Regions from separate parts of the Anas platyrhynchos genome. Here region 2 is linked to region 1. Evidence: chromatin contacts called from public Hi-C data. All regions are on one chromosome and are shown on one strand. Each heading gives the region's core, a stretch centred on a gene start, on an enhancer-like site or on the middle of the called end of the contact. The rest is flanking DNA. Distances are from core to core; before and after follow the strand shown.

Region 1 (2,903 bases), core at 242-2,741:
AGTTAGTTTAGTTATTCGACAATTAGAGTTTCATGAAAAGTCTGAACCTTGCACAACTTTGATATCCACAGCTAACCAGTAGATGGTGGTACTCTCATTCTAGGTCAGCTAATAGGCTTATTTACCAACCCTGGGAAGTGATCTTAGCCCAGTCTTGCATTCAGTATATCAGTTATCGGCATACATTGATTTTTCTTCCTCACCACATCAAACGCCTTGTCAACCCACCATCCCTTTCTATACTCGAAGAAATACTTACTCTACATTTTGTAAAGCTTCCACCAACTGAGTTTTCTGATCAGGTGCCATGCGAGCAAACACAGTCCCACGTAACACAAGCTGGAAGACAAAAATTTCTTAGTGCTTAGCAGGACAGTCTGTTCACCATCAAAAGTGCTCAGATTCAAGTAAAATGCTCACCTTGGGTACCAGGTCCTGAAAATGCTCTAAAATCACTGCAAATGACTTTCCATTCATTGCAAAATGGTATTTGGTCATCTGAAGATCCTCAAGGCTTTCATGGACCAATTTAACTGGAATATCCTATCAAAAGTAGTTTAAATTTCTAGCTGTAGTGCATTTACATAGGTACTTTGTAATTTCAAGACAATACACACAGGATTATTCCTCAATATACCACACTAGTGCATGCTTCTAGGAGTTGTATTGAAAGAAAACCTCATACAACTACAGCATTTATTTACTAACAAGAATACATTGTATAATATTTCCGCTACATGTAGCAAAAGCAGTCTTAATGGATTGAAATGTGGAAAAAAACCTTCTGCACAGCTACAACATCAAATCTCTCATTGAAGTTGAAGAACTAGCTCCTCAAGCTTTTTTTTTTTTTTTTTACTACTCCTTGATATTTAAAAAACTAAGTTAAATAGTACATCATTTTTGAATTACTACTTAATGGCAGATTTCCTATTTAAGGGAACACTAAAAAGGGAAAAAACTGAACAGCAAAACTGTTTATAGTCTTAAGGGTGTAACAATGCTCAAATTACCTCTGAGTTTATGGCTGGTGATGAACTAGTGCATCTTGAGAGGGTATCTGCATAATGCCAGTTGATTCTGGCAGCCTGCCCATCCTTTGGAGGTAGTGCTTCAGCAATAATGACCTTATCCTGAGGTAGAATCATTCCACAGTCTCTGGCCACAGAGATAGCAGTTAACATGTTATCCCCTGTGAAATGATTGCATTGTAAAAGGCTTGAGTTAAAGAAGGATCAACAACATACAGTGATATTCAACACAAAAGGAAAAGCTAACAAAGTCTGTTTCAAGCCAGGAGGAGGACAACTGCTGAATGTACCAGTAACACCCTAGGGCCAAACAAGTCTACAGGTACAGAAGTCATGGTTTATCTGTTAAATTCCTCACCTGCACTAGCATCACCCCCTTTTAAACACTGTTACAGGTCATGCAAAATAAACAGTCCTGTTGCTACCCATTATAAGTTTGTTCCAAGGTTGTACTATTTGTGATATAGAAAAAGCCAATGCTCTTATCTCATAGAAAACCTAGCACAGATAAACACAGCCCACAAGCAGGATAAGAAGCTATTGGTACAAAAAAAATAATCCAGAGTGACTTATCATAACTCAAAACAGTAGGGACAAAACGTCAGGAGGTTATGAAGTTCCATCTCCTGTTCAAAGCTAGTTATGAGATTAGACTTAAAGTTTCCCCTAGTACAAAGACCTCCAGAGATTTTTCGCCCTTCAATTCAATATGAAGTAACTTGTGAATTCTATAAAGAACTGGAATTAACCCCTTTTACTGATTTCAGGCCTCTGACTTGCCTAAGCATCTTTCAACCACAATGAAAGGTCTGAATAGTTTCACAATAGTTTCCAAACTTAATTCTGGCATACAGACAGTATAATCCCAGTCTACCGACACTAAAATTTTACTTCAAACACCACAATTAAAGTAAGTCAGACCAAAAAAGACTAATTTTTATCTTTGGAATATGAATGTTTTTTTACATGCTAACCTGTAACCATGACAGTGCGAATGTTGGCTTTATGCAAATCTTCAAGTACAGCAGGGGTTTCTTTCTTTAGTTTGTTTTGCATTATGATTAACCCCATAAAATCCATGTTGGTTTCAATAGCATCTCTGTATAAAAGGAGGCAAGGAAAAGAACATTGGAAGAATTACACTTATTCAACATAGCCTAAAGAACCTATTTCTGGTTATCAAATTAAAGAGAAATTTTTATTTTAATATGAAGTGTGAAGAATTCACTTTCTATAAAGTGACCCAGGAGAGACCGTCATTCTCATTCATTTATACTTATTTCCTTTGATTAAATTTAAAATAAAAGTTGTGTTTCTACTCAAACATAACTGTCTGTTTTTTCAATGAGAACTCATTCTAGATGTTACATTCTCAAAAAGAAAGGTTACTCCTGGAAAAAAGTGCTCTGAAACAGCATTCACAACCAAATTTTAGAATGTTTAGGATGCACGTCTGATTTCTTTTCCAAATTAGCTGAACCTTAACATAGAAACAAATTCCACTGTAAAAGCTAGAAAGATTAATATACACTAAGTAAAGCAGCTCAATTTTATTTTACATGAAACTCAGTGTATTTATAGGTCTCACGTATTCCACTGCTACTCTAGATTCTAACTCCTTGTCTTAAATTCCTAGGTACTGTCCAGAGAACAAATAATGAATACACAGAACTACATGTCAACACAGAAGCCAGCTAAAGAAGAGTAGTAATTGGTTTAAACTAAAGTAAACTTTATGTGATTAATACAAAGCATGCAGCTTTTAAAGTCTGTTACTTAGCTAAAGAATAAAAAGTGAAATCACTCTTACCTATTAATAGTCTGAACTTTGTGCCATGTAAGCTTAGACTCCAATTTTCTGTGAGCAAGAGC
Region 2 (2,903 bases), core at 211-2,710, 55 kb after region 1:
CCTCTCCATTGTCTAGCGTCTGGATTTCTGAGCCTTGCCACTCAGCAATTCAGCGTGGGCCTTTGGAAATGTGAACGCAAAGTCCCCTTATCAGCACGAGCTCTGCAAGTCTCCTGCCGCTGCAGGCAGACCGGGCAGGGTCTGCCCACCCTGGGGCGCCGTCCTCACCCTGATAGCAGTTTCCCCTTGCCTGAGACAGGCCCCAGCTGTGCCCTACACCTGGGGACAGCAGAGCGATGTGACACAGAGGAGCAGAGCAGCAGCCACACAGGTCCCCACGTCCCCAGCCAGGATCCCCCTGCGGCTCCGACACAGAGAGCTCAGGCCCAGCACCAGCAGGCCCACCGCCTCCCCGCCTGGCACAGCAGGGCACAGCCCCTGGATTTCAAAGCCAAGGCTGGGGACAAAGCAGTGCTTGATGTGTCACAGCTACGTCAGCGTGGGCTGCGGGGCCCCAGGGATCCCACACACTGCAGCTGCGGCTTCACCAGCACACGCGTGGCCCGAGGCACTTGCATGTGTCCAGTGCTGTGCAGGCGAACTGGCTGCTTCCTCCCCATCCTTCTGGGGGTTCCCCCATTTCTGCAGCTTCCTCTGCTCTGCACCACGCAGGCTTTAAGGCACAAAGTCACCCCAGGGAGAGAAGTTTGCCATCTCGGAGGGGCTGCGGGCTGGCTGAAGGTGCCCCAGCACAGCCCCAAGCTGCTGCTGAGTGGGAGAGGCTGAGGAGCAGGGCTGAGGAGCAGGGCTGGGCCAGCTGCAGGGCACAGCCACATCTCCGAAGCCCTGCTGGGAAGGGAAGGAGCCGGCCACACGTGAGGAGGGCTCTGCGGGACTGAGCCACCTCCCCCCAGAAAGGGGAACCAGCTGCATCTGAAACTAGAACCTGCCATTTCTCGGGAGCAATGCAGAGCTCAAAGCAGAACAACTTCGGGTTTCTGTTTTGCTCATGCACTCCCTCCCCACCCTGCGACATGACAGAAGGGCTGAGGAGCCCAGAAAGTGCTGGCTGAGGGAAACTTGGAGTGTTTCAACAGAGGGAGAATCCGTTTTGCCTGGGAGCTGCACAGCAGGATTTCCTGAGCACGATCCGTGCTGGGGACACAGAGAGCTGTCCCCAGAGCCCAGACAAGGATGTCCTTGGCCCAACCCAGAGTCCAAGGGCCTGGTGCTGCTGCCACTCCTGCAGGCAGGCTCCTGTCCCCTGAGGCTGCCAGGACAACTGGGTGGCACACAGCTAAGGGCTGCTCTGCAGGGGCTTCCAGCTTCCCTCTTCTCTTCACTGGCTCACTTGAGCCATCACACAGCAGGGTGACAGCACAAGGCTGCTCCTCACAGGGACGTGTGGAGCCCCCAGACCAGCTTTGCAGGAGCCCCTACCTGGCAAAGGAGCAAGCACACTGTGCTGGGACCGTCCCCAGGGCTGTTTTTCCTCCAGCTGGGCAAGGCCGTCCCCTAACGGCAGGAAAGGGGGATTTCAGCCTCCTCCGGAGAAATCAGAAGTATTTTTGGAGCAGGCAGCGCCAGTGACCATAGGACCATCTCAGCCTGGGGCCAGCTCACCTGTGCGGGCAGCCCTTCCCCAGCAGGCAGAGCTGCCAGCACTGACACTGAGGAGCTGTGTCCTTCCCTCGGGCAAGCCCAGGGCAGGACTGTAAAGCTGAGAGCAAGACAGCCCCTCACCAGGGTCCTCCTGGGGCCAAAGCTGTCATCTCCCACATCCCAGTGCTGAGCCCTCAGGAAACAGCCACAGAAACCCTGGCCTCTGGCCTGATCAGCCACATGGTGTGGCGTGCAGGGTGGCAGCTCCACAGGGTGCTGGAGGATCATTTTTTTGTGCAGTGCTGGCTCTGTAAAGCTGGAAGTACAGCTTACGCATCCCCTGCTGTGTACTGCAAGGTCTTCATACACCAAACCTGGCCAGTTGGGGAGCTGCAGCAGGAGGGCATCCAGCAGCCGGAGCCCCAGGACATGCAGCCGTGCTCCCCAGTCAGGTCAACAAATCATCTCTCTGGGTATCAGTGCCACAGTTAATATTGGCCAGGAAAATGAGTTGCTCGTGCTGCAGAGCAAGGCCTCTCAGGGAGGCTGAAGGTGCTGCAGACCCCAGCAAACAGCCTGGAGCTGGTCACAGCCCACACGCTCCCTCTACACGCACAAGGTGCCCTAAGAAAGCAGCACTCAGAGATGGAAACTTGACTCCCGCAGAAAGCAACTCGACTCCTGCAGAAAGAGAAGCAGAGAAGGGCTCGCTCAGCAGGTGGCTGCAGGGAAGCACAATGTCTCCTTTGTGCAGGCTCATGACAGCAGAGCAGCCTCTGCATTGCCTCACGCCTCACAGCTGCTGGTGGCTGCTGTGCTGAGCTGTCAACACGGCCAGCCTGGCATTCCCCACCAAGGGTAGGGCAGGGCGGATGCGGTTCAGCAACAGACCAAACCACCACAGGAAAGCATTAAGGCATTAATTTAACCACGGTCCTTGCCTATTATTTAGTTTGCCCACTGTTCAATAGCAGCATAAATATTAATAGGCTTTTGGGCCCAGAACTTTTTTTTTTTTTTAAATGGTCCTTCTTCTATAGAGGCAATAGCATTTTAGCACAAGCAGCAGTCTGCACGTAATGAACTTGAGCAAACATTACTTACTCAGTCGTATTTACACTGTCCTCCATTCACTCATGGAAACAGCACAGGGGTTCAGCAAGTCTCATGGCCAAGGGTTTCTGTGAGCAACAAGCAGAATTGTCCAAAGCAGCAGGTTTTGGAAGGGCCTGCCCACCAAGGAGGCTCACAAGAGACCTAGCCCTACCCACGTGGCAGGAAAAGGATGAGAATGGTATCGCAAATTCACAGAATCACAGAATGCTAGGGATTGGAAGGGACTTTGAAAGATCATCTGGTCC

Evidence for each region. A called contact is a pair of places that touch in the nucleus more often than the background predicts.
Region 2: a contact with region 1 is called in a Hi-C map of skeletal muscle, with 4 times the contacts expected there. The contact joins two enhancer-like sites. A contact is called at or near these places in 4 of 8 Hi-C or Micro-C datasets (F5 follicle, liver, skeletal muscle and 1 more).

The regions. Positions count from the first base shown.
Region 1 is chr9:12,653,455-12,656,357 of IASCAAS_PekinDuck_T2T, forward strand. ATP13A3 (ATPase 13A3) reads right to left here. Exons shown (of 35, transcript XM_072042672.1): 21 at 2,842-2,903; 22 at 2,006-2,130; 23 at 1,014-1,192; 24 at 421-543; 25 at 260-339. Among named protein-coding and RNA genes, the nearest start is that of GP5, 17 kb to the left of the region's middle. Within about 2 kb of position 1,492, at least 1 of the 8 cell types and tissues checked has an H3K27ac peak or open chromatin away from gene starts, as enhancers often do.
Region 2 is chr9:12,708,946-12,711,848 of IASCAAS_PekinDuck_T2T, forward strand. No RefSeq gene overlaps it. Among named protein-coding and RNA genes, the nearest start is that of LSG1, 15 kb to the right of the region's middle. Within about 2 kb of position 1,461, at least 3 of the 8 cell types and tissues checked have an H3K27ac peak or open chromatin away from gene starts, as enhancers often do.